Linked DNA regions of Mustela erminea: region 2 is linked to region 1. The links are chromatin contacts, called in public Hi-C maps. All regions are on one chromosome and are shown on one strand. The core of a region is the stretch at or near the end of the contact, and the rest is flanking DNA. Distances in the headings are between cores, read along the strand shown.

Region 1 (5,287 bases), core at 453-2,952:
ATGGAAGCAGACTCCCCGCTGAGCAGAGAGCCTGACGCGGGACTCGATCCCAGGACCCCGAGACCACGACCCGAGCCGAAGGCAGCGGCTTAATCCACTGAGCCACCCAGGCGCCCCGAAAGGATACACTCTTTAGTGAAAAGCCAGTGAAAAACACATACTGCATGGGATTGCTTATATGTGGAACCTTAAAAAAAAAAAAAAGCCCAATTCATAGAAACACAGCGTAGAAAAATGGTTGACAGAAGCTAGGATGGGGGGGAAATAGGGACATTTGGTAAAGGGGTATAAATGTCCAACTGTAAGATGAATGAGGTCTGAGGAGGTGATGAATGTGTTAACTAGATGAGGGAATCCTTCCACAATTATGTACCTACCTATATCAAATCACTGCGATGTCCCCTTCAAATTTTTTTTTTTAGAAGATTTTATTTGTCAGAGAGAGCGCGCGCACGTGGGCGAGAGAGGGCACAAGCATAGGGAGGGGTAGGTAGAAGGAGAACCAGGCTCCACATTGATCAAGGAACCCAACACAGGAGTCAATCTCAAGATCCTGGAATCATGACCTGAGCCGAAGGCAAATGCTTAACCCAGGCATCCCTACCCTTCAAACACCTTGTAATTGTATATGCTGATTATACCTCAACAAAGCTGAAATTTTTTTAAAAGGGGGGGGTACCCACTTTTAGGACTATGTCTGGTCGTGATCTCTTCCCTGCATTCAGCACAAATGATCACTTCCAGAGCAGGGTCTGGGGTCTAGCATCTAGAAGGCAGGCTCGAATGCACCCTAGAATGCCGTCTCCTGGAGGGCCTGAACTCTCTTGTGTGTGGTCTGCACTCTCTCCCTCCAGTCCTTGGAACAGGGCCTGGCTCACAGACGTCCCTTAACAGACACTGAGAAAGAGAGGGAGAGAGGTGAGAAAGGGAAGGAGGGAAGAATGATGGACTTGCCTCCAGGCACCCTCTCCACGCTGGGCTGAGCCAGGTTCTACGGCCTTCTAAGGAACAGCCCCAGAATCTTCTGGGCCCAAAGAATCCTTAACAAAGACACCCCCCTTCCTCACCCCAACCACAAATACCAGTGAGTACACGCTTCCACCTAGGAATGTCCCCTCGGGCTTCCGCGGTGTACAGACCCACGTTTTTCACTGTCTGCCGGCCACCTCCAGGAGGAGGAAGTGGACAGGGCTGGCATTCAGGCTCAGCACAGCTCCGCTCCGGCCCAGGTACGCCCCAGCTCAGCCGACTTCTGTCTCCAGGGTGGAATTTCCCTGCCCACCCTCCCCAGTCAAGAAAAGCCTTCCTCACCCGTACCTCCCACTGCTGCCTGCGCCCCATTCAGCCTCTCCAGGCAGAAGCGACAGTCAGCCCACATCAGCCGCATCAGCCACAATCCCGGCCGGATTCCTCAGCGCAGGCTTCTCGGACAACGCTCCTCTCCCACCCTCCCTACCCGGGGCCACCAGCTTGGAAACTGAATTCAGGAGGAGGAGCAGGTAGAGGGGTGGGCGGGGAGGCAGGTGAATCCGGAGAGCTCGCGAGAGGAGGTGCCCGCGGGGCATCCAGGAGGAGAGGAAGCTGTGGCTCTCGGACTGGCCCCTCAATTCCTCGCCCGGCCCCGTCCTTCCCAACCCCCAGCCAGAGGCTCCATCCAGGTCCGGGGCTCAGCTCTCGGCCGACGCCCACCTAGCTACCGCCGACGTCACAGGACTCCCGCTATCTCATTGGTCGAAACCTTGCGTGGGAAGGAGGGGGAGCTGTGGTCCCCCGTGCCGCGGGAGGCGGTTTCCGTGGCGACTGCAGGAAGGAACCCAGTCGGGCGTCCCCCGGCCGCCTCGAGGAGACGGGATCCCCTAGGGCGGAGGCGGCGACGTCCTTAGTGCCTGGAAACCGGAAGCCGGATCTTCCTAGCTCCGGCCGGGCCGCACCTGCGCGGAAGGGAAGCGCGGTGAGGAGTCGGGCGCCGGGCCCCCAGTCTCCGGCCCCCGGCCCCCGGCCCCCGGCCTCCCACCCCCAGCCAGCGCCGGCCGCCAGCTTCGTACTGCTCCCGCTGGCGCTGGGCGTGTTCTCGTCCCGTGGAACCGCGGGAAGGGACCGTCCGCGCCGGCCCGCGAGCGCCTTCAGCGTCACAAGCAGAGGTTCTTGTCGACCCCCGGAGCCCTGCGGTCCAGACCTGGCGTTGCCCCTGACCCCCCGTTTTCTCGTCTGTAAAACAGGGATGGTGAGAGCTGGACCGCCGAGCGGGAGTGCAGGGGCGCTAGGGCCCCTCTAGACTGCTGGCTCCAAGCCCGGGGTCCCTCAGCTGCCAGGGGTCTTTAAGGGGTTCGAGATGAAGGCCCTTGCCCCAGTCCCACAGTTAGTGGCTGAGTCGGGACGTAGGTCGCTTCCAGCGCTTCGAACCAGCAAGGCCCTGGGGGATCTTCCAGAGCCAGCGTGTCCTCACTGGTGGACGGGACTGCGAATCCTTCAGTGGGGCGTCCCTGCAATTATGGGAAACTATTTCCCCCTTTGGCGAGTTTGGCCTCCCGTGCTTCTCCCTCCCCGAACCCTCAATTCTGTAACTCCCAGGGACTCAGCTTCCTTCTCTCGTCTCCTGAACGCTTCATGCCCCCAACCCCCAACCTCCTGTATCCCAACCTGCTGCCATCTCCTAGGTTTACTATCTCCAAAGACAAGGCCACAGATCCATAATTAATAGTTTTGTAGTTTTTAGCGCAGGAACACAATTGGGTGCAAGAAAAATAATGAACCAATGTAATTATGAAGCTTAAGGAAATGATACCAAGATATAATGGAACTGCTCTGCTAGGCACTTAAATATTCGCATCCCTCTGGCTACTGGCGCAGGCTCACTTTTCACCTCCAGCGCATCTCTGCAGATGGTTCCCAGATCTGTTGCCAGCTCATCTCTCTCCTGACCTGTGGACTCAGCTGCAATGTCCTCATTTTTCCATTCGAGAACATGGGCCTCCTCACTTCTCTGGGTGGGTTTCAGGAGGAACAAATCCATGAAAGACAAGCCCCCACTTCTGATCTAACAGCATGGTAAGGGGGGGGTGTGCAGGCAGGGGGCCACCTACCTCGGCTGGCAGGAATGAGGGATGCTGTGTGAGAGAACTGAGCGCCTGAACACAGTTTGCTTAGTCTGATGCTTTGAGACCCATGAGATTCTAGATTTCCCAACTCAGGCAGGAACTGAAAGTGGACCCCAGCAGAGTGAAGCTACAGAGAGCTCTGGGCTAGGGAAATCTTTTGATATACCGTTTCCTTCTTTCTCCTCTAATTAACTCAGGCCTTCTGGAGCTCGAGGCTCTCAAAAACTTTTATGGATCCCTTTCTCCTCAAAATGTACTTAGTGCATGTTCTTCTCCCTGACTAAAACATTCCTGACTCCTTGTCCCGGCCCTGCCACCTACATCCTCACCAAGCTATTTGTGACCCATCCTTCTGATCTCAACTTAGATGTCACCTCTCTTAGGAAGCCTTCCTAAATCTAAAAAATTGGTTAAATATAATTAACTGTATACATATCACAGTATGTAGGAATGAAGTGACACATGTCTAGGATTTGCCTTAAAATTATGTTGAAAAGGATAAAGAGGGATAAATGATCAAGAGTGACCAAATTTTGATACTTAATGAAGTTGGAGGATTGTATGTGAGGATTCATTATACTAGTCTCTCTTCCTTTGCATATATTTGAAATGCTACCAACTAAAAAAGACAGGGAAGAAAAGCACATATATACAATATACAAAATCTTGATTAGGAGTGATAAGGCCACACGTAGACCCCTTTGCCTTTGGTCAACATCCTGTTCTTTGTCTCATGAGTGATTGGCTTAGAACTATTTGTCCCCTTGAAACTAGGTAGACAAAAGGGTGCCTGGGTGGCTCAGTCAGTTAGGCATCTGCCTCTGGCTCAGCTCAGGATGTCAGGGTCCTGGGATCGAGCTCTGCAGCGCCCCCTGCTTGTGCTTGCTTGTTCTAGCTCTCCCAAATAAACAAAATCTTTTTTTTTTTTAATTTAAAAAATAAAAGAAAAAGAAACTAGGTAGATACAGAGATAAACATTGCCCATTCCGCTGCCTGAGACCTCTCCTAACTGCAAAACAATCCCACTGTTTAGTTCTCCACACCTCTAACCTGCCCACTCATTCCTACCAAAATCTCAGGCAAAACCGCACTGTCTAGACACTCTGACCTTCAGGTCTGGGGAGATATCTCTGGTGCAACTGACTGATTGACAAGTATTTATCTTTGTCTGTACTATGGTTTCATAGTATTCCTCTCCACTATAGATGCTGTCTGTCCTCCTCCCCAGCATCAAGCACAATGCCTGACATAGGGTCGATACTCATTAAATATTTATGAAAAAGTGGTCATTGTGACTCTTCTTTCTGGTCTAGCCAAGAGGATTCTTCTATTCAGTACTTTCTATTTGAAGGAATAATGTGTACCATATGTTTATTACAGAATGCTTATCTTTCTGTTCTCTGTAACAGGAAAATGAAATCTAGCCCACTTAGAAGTTTTATACTTTTAAATAAACAAAGAAGGGAGGGCCAGATCATAGTTCTGTCTTGGGTTTTCCAACAGTTTAGTTCCAAGACCGTTTTCATGGAGATCTCGTCTTCCCCTCTCCAGTCGGTGACAGCTGACCATAGAGCTCACCTGGGAGTTTTAAAAAATGCTTATGCCTCGTCCCCACCCCTAGAGATTCTGGTGCAATTAGTCCAGGGCTTGGTTGGCCAATGGATTCTTAGAAGTTCCCCTCAGTGATTCCAGTGTGCATCCCCCAAACTCAGAATCACTGTTAGATCTGAGGCATCATTGGGGTCCCCTCCTGCTCAAGTGGTGGAAGCAGCCTCAGTCGGACAATGGAGTGAGACTGTACTTGGGTGGCACAGCCCTGGGAACATCAATCTGACCAGCAGTCTCGGAAATGGCAGCCCTAGTCAATTACAGACAATCCAGCATCACCAATCTCGATGGGTGGCAGGGAGCCATCTTGGGTGGATCAAGGTCTGGTACCTCTGATCTGATCACCAAGAGGCTTGGTTGGGGGAGATTGGCTTTAGCCAGACCACAAAAGCGGCTGAGAGAGCTGCATGATGAAGAGGACTAGTAAGGCTCGCATTGCCCAGTCTCATGGGCTGATGATCTCAGCATTCTCACTGGAAAGTTACCTGCCTCATAAGTCATGATGGGGAATAAATGAGTCAGTCTACTGAAGTGTTAGTAATCGGGGTCTAAGTCTTAGCTATGATGACTATGGCTTGGAG
Region 2 (5,208 bases), core at 1,022-3,521, 97 kb before region 1:
TCTATTTCTGAGTGCTTTTGGCTAGGTTAGCGTGGCTATCAACAATGAAGAAACTGAGACAGGCTGACTAATGAACTTGAGGTTGTCTATCATTGTGTTCCCATTGCTCACTCTTCTTGAAGTCATCTTCCTCGTTCTCCAGTCAACAGGTGTTTGTGCAAACTACTGTCCTCAGTCCTTTCTGGCTGGCTTTAAAGAAGCTGTTTATTGTCAATGATTAAACCTAACAATTTTTAAAATTAATGATATTTCATCTTTGAGTTTATGCTTATATACTAGTTGTCACTGTCATACTGTTTTTCGTAAGCCTGACCTTTCCGGTCCAATAGAAACATTAAACATTTGAGTATTGGCATGGGCATATGTATAATTACCACATCGGGATTTTTAAAACGTAGTATTTCTGCAATTTTCCCAAGAAAAGGTAGGGAGAAAGAAGTGGTTTTGAAACTGTGCTCGACAAAGTGGGCCTGCAGTGGGCTTGCATGTGGGGATACAAGCCTGTGGTGTTTCTAACTTCAGCCCAGAACTCCGGACCCATGTAGCAACTGCCTGAGACAGCATCACTGGCACCTCAAGCTGGCCAGGTCCAAAATGGCACTCGTTTCCACATCCCCTCCCTTTTCCCATCGCAGCCATTCCCTATTCCATTTGGTAAATTACACCTTTACCCTCTCCCCAACGCAAAGCAAGGCATCATGTTGCTACTTCCATTGGCTTACCCAGAATCTTCCCCCCAGCAATCAATTACAATTACAATCACTTGATTTGGCATCCTGGTATTTTTGGAATCCATCTTCTTTGGGTGCTCACAGACACTCCCCATAATGGTCCTTATCCTTTCTCTTGATTTCTGTCAAGTCCCCTCGTCCACAAGCCCTCTTCCCCTCTTCTTCCAATCAACTAATGTCCTCTACCAACAGCCTAAATTGTAAAACTGTCCAGGGTCACTCCTCTATTCATTGCCTCACCAAGGAGTGAAAGACGGTTCACAATTTGGTTCCTATCTGCTTCTCCAGATTCATCCTTTTCAGCAACTCAGGCTTTAACTTTTAAGTCCTGTAATATTACCCAGACTTCTAAACACATACTATCTTTCCCTTTGCTGCATGTCCTTTTTGCTAGGATTTGGCTTTACCATCCCACCCTTAAATTTGTGCTGGGAAATCCCTTATCTTGAAAACCTAACGCAGTTATGAGACCTCCATTCTTCCCTCTGGATACTTTGGTCCACCATCCTTCCAACCATAATTACTTGCTTCCACGTCGGCCCGTCAGAGTGGGCATTCCTTGAACGAGTTGTGCAAAGCTGGGAACTGCTATTCAGCAGTGGGAGGAGAGAAGGGGATAAATAAATGTCAACAGGGAAGACTCCGAGCGCTAACGGATCTTAAGCAAACGATCTCGTTCAAATCTGTGGAAAGGGTCAAACAGAGGAGCCGATTTAGTGCAACTCTTCCAACTCAAGCCACCAAATCACAAGATGGGGGCGCCGCCTGATCTCAGGGCCGCACCGGACACGAGGCCTGCGGTGTCCGGGGGCTCGAGTCCCCTCAGTAAAAAATCACAAAACACCCTAAGGTCCGAGCTCTCCAGGGATCAGCAGTTCGACCCGAGGCCCAGGGCGGCTACCGGAACCCTCCGGCCAGGGCAGGGAACCGACCAAGCCATCTCCAAGTTTTCCGCCCGCAACGAGCCACGTCGCCAGCCCCACTCGGGAAAACCCCGGCCACGGGACAAGCGGCCTTCACCCTGGGACAACCAGGGGAAGCGCCGGCCCCCGAAAGCAAGATGGCGGCCTCCGCTTTCCCCTCCTTCCCCGAGAACCCCCTCCTTGGTCCCCAGAAGAGAGACAAGGACGTCGCGGCGCCGACGCCGAGATCCGGGAACCTCCGCGAGGCCTGCGGCAGCTCCCGGGACCCCGGGAGGCGAGTCCACCTCGCCGGGCGCGGGAAGCCGGGGGTGGGGCGGTCCGAAGGGCAGCGCAGCCAGCTCTCAGCACGCAGCGGGTAGACGCCAGCAAGTCCGCGCCCTCCTGGCCATTGTTCTCCAGCCCCAGCCCCCGACAACCTCCTCTCCGCCCACGGACAGGAAGTTGCTCCCCAGCCGGCCCCGCCCCGCTCCCCCAGCGCCCCGGAAGTGATCTGCGGCGGCTGCTGCAGAGCGGCCAGGAGGAGGGTGGATCTCCGGAGAGCGGAGCACCCCGAGTCCTCCTCCTCCTCCTGCCGCCAAGGCTCCGCCGCCGCCCGTCGGACTCGTCCTTCTGCCGCTCGCGGCGGGGAGCCTCCCAGACGACAAGGGCCAAGCTCTCTCCGGCCGAGGCCAGCCCAGCCGCGGCTTCCAGAACCCGCGGGGCGGAGGACCGGCTTGCGGTGCAGGTGAGTGATGCCTGCCCGGGCCGCCCCAGGAGGGGTTGGGGCGGCCGGAGCGGCGGCGGCGGGGGTGTGTCCAGGCGGCGGCGGGCCGAGGCCCAGGCTCAGGGCCCGGACGCCGAGATTGCACATCCCGCGTTCTGTCCCGGAACGAGCTGCTGGACGAGCCCGGGCTGGAATCCGGGGCGCGGTGTTCACTGCTGTGCGGGCGAGTGCACCCCCGAGAGCCGGCGGCTGCGGCTCGGTCCTCCGAGCCCAGCACCTCCTTGAGTTGGCTTCGTCGGAAGGTCACCCTGCATCTCTGGCCCGCCGCGCCGAGGTCCCCGCCTGGGCGGTGCCCGCGACCTGGGGGGACCCGTCGCCACCGCCGCAGTCCCCGCGCTTCACTCCGCCCCTCTCCCCTCCTTCCCTTTCTTCCACTCCTCGCCTGTACTAGAGCAGTTGCTTTTTAAGCATCTCCGCCAGGGTTTTGTGCTAGTTAAAGGAATGGCTTTTTCAGACTTAAGTCATTAGATGCTCAGCTTTGAACTGCACAGCTTTAGTCATATTAGGGTAATCTAGCCTCTAAAGCGAGGAAGAGAATACAGATATTTTTTGAGTGAGAGGGTCATTCCTCTGGATTTGTTCCTTACGGTTTTCCGGGAGTGGAAGATGTGATTTGTATGCTTTAGTCTGGGTATATGTGTGTAAGTGGGCAGGGATGACAGCACAGAGAGGTGGCAGTGTTGTTTCAAGGTTTAAGGAGAATTAGGGAGTTAACTGGCCTTTGCTTGAGAAACCTGAATGTCCAGACTTGTGAGAGCTTATCCAGGTGTCTTTGGGGTTGTGTGAGAACTCCCGTGCCACGCCCTGCGTGTCAAGCTGAAAAGCACCCAATTTACAAATTGTGTTTGGTGTGTGTTGGGGGGAGGGGTGGGGCGTGAGGAGGCCTTCGTAAAACGTGTGTCATTAGTTAATTTTTGTCCTGAAAGTACATTACAACTTTAGTCATGTTTCAGACTCGGATAACAAAATTTGTTAGTAAATTTGCAGTAGAGGGTCTTTTTTTTCTTTCAGCTTGTTTATTAATATATGTAAATGTATTTTACTAGTTTATGTATTTCTATGTCTATTAATACAATTTTATTGTAAAATGACTCTTGTGACTCTTCAGACGTTAATTTTAGACTACATTTTTTGAGGCAAGGAACTATGTCTTATGCATCCCTGTGTTCATAAGTGATGACTGGCACATAGAAGTTATTCCCATATTTCTTCACTGAATGAATGAACGTGTAGCTGACCCCACAGTTGCCTCAGGAATCGTTTATTTTGTTGGTTTTTTTGTTTGTGTCCCAGTTTCTTGGCACATACAGACTTTGCTTTGTGTTAGTGTTTTTTAACGTGATGAAAAGGACAATTTACGAAGAATCTTTGGCTGTCCTTCCAAAACTATCCTCCTCTGAAAGGTTAAAATTATATTTGGGATATTGTGATTGGGCATTATAATAGCTTGTATTCCAGTCTTCAGTACTGAACTACTTAAACATGTTTATCCAGGGTTATTAAGAAGAGATTTCCTAGTGATAGTAAGTTTATGTTTGGGGTTGATAGCCATACAGTAATTTTAATTACAAAAGAGGAAATTAGAAGTCACCACTGTTTGGAAAACACGATACATCGCGGAATTGCTTTTAGTGGCTTATTTCTCCCAGGGGTAGAGGAAATCTTCTGACATCCTGATATGACCTTGGCATGATTTACCAGTAGCCACTTTCACATTTCTTTGTCAAGATCCTGATGTTCTCTAGTGTGTCTGCTGAATGTGCAGCCATCTTATCACTTATTTTAAAGTAGTTTCATACAACCCTTTTTTTGCAGGGCTTTCAGGGGAAAAGAAGGGCTAATTATAGGGAAGGATCTTTTCTGCCATTTGTGTGGGGGAATAATTTTTGTCTATAGATGGTTGGGTTGTTTTCACTTCCGAGAGGTCCCCCCAAAAAAGTGCTGTTATCTTCTTTCCTCTCCACATGCCTGGTGGTGGTCCTGCACTTGTTTCCAAAGCTCAGTGTCTGCAGGATATACATGAATGGACTGGAATCACTTTTTGGATATGTGTGTATCACTGTTATACACACTTGTAATCCATATAAATGGGTGGCAAGAACAGGCATTTTTAAAATAGTATGAACTCTTGATGAGGAAAAATATTATGATTTGGAAGTAGTAGGGAGAAAGTTTGTGATTTTTATTGTTTTGTAAAATGTTTTCACTCTTAGACACTAAGGAGAGGGAGGCCTGCAGTTTCTTAGCAATATCACTGTACAGAGGTGAGATCTCTTTTAATTCAGCAGCCCTCTTGGTAATAACAGTCCATATAACATTGATTGCCCGCCAAACACTGTGATAAGACCTTTAGTTATATTATTCTTCATCTCCACAGTACCTCTATAAGATAGGTAGCTTTTCTGTACTTTACTAAGGCTAAGAGAAGCTGTTGGCTGGAGGCCGGAAACTAATATTTAGGAGAGTTGGGATTTGAAAGTACCGATTTCTGAGAGCATTGCATATTGCAGTTAATCCTAAAAGGCTGAGGAAAAACAAGTTTCTGATTGAGCTGAGCTTCAAGAACATGAATCCAGTGATCTCAGCACTCTTGGCCATCCAGTAGGCCCTAGGGTTACGGCTGTTTCTGTTGTGAGTGCCTACAGATGCGGTGTTCATCTGCCTGGGTGTGCCGTGAAGAAGTGGTTGGGTGTTGTTGGAATAGGGGTCCTGGAGGAGTAGAATGTCAGGAACTCAAGCAGTAGATTACTGCTTTTTGCTCTGAAATACCTGAATAATCCCTACTGGAGAG

Evidence for each region. Hi-C and Micro-C count contacts between places; a contact is called where the count stands out from the background.
Region 2: a contact with region 1 is called in a Hi-C map of skeletal muscle, with 6 times the contacts expected there. The contact joins the promoter of RALA here to the enhancer-like site in region 1. A contact is called at or near these places in 3 of 3 Hi-C or Micro-C datasets (fibroblasts, skeletal muscle and spleen).

What each region holds. Positions count from the first base shown.
Region 1 is chr11:105,521,651-105,526,937 of mMusErm1.Pri, reverse strand. No RefSeq gene overlaps it. Among named protein-coding and RNA genes, the nearest start is that of CDK13, 74 kb to the right of the region's middle. Within about 2 kb of position 1,702, the one cell type or tissue checked has open chromatin away from gene starts, as enhancers often do. A contact at or near this core is called in fibroblasts, where this site is marked.
Region 2 is chr11:105,619,382-105,624,589 of mMusErm1.Pri, reverse strand. RALA (ras-related protein Ral-A) reads left to right here and starts at 2,271. Exons shown (of 5, transcript XM_032304240.1): 1 at 2,271-2,378.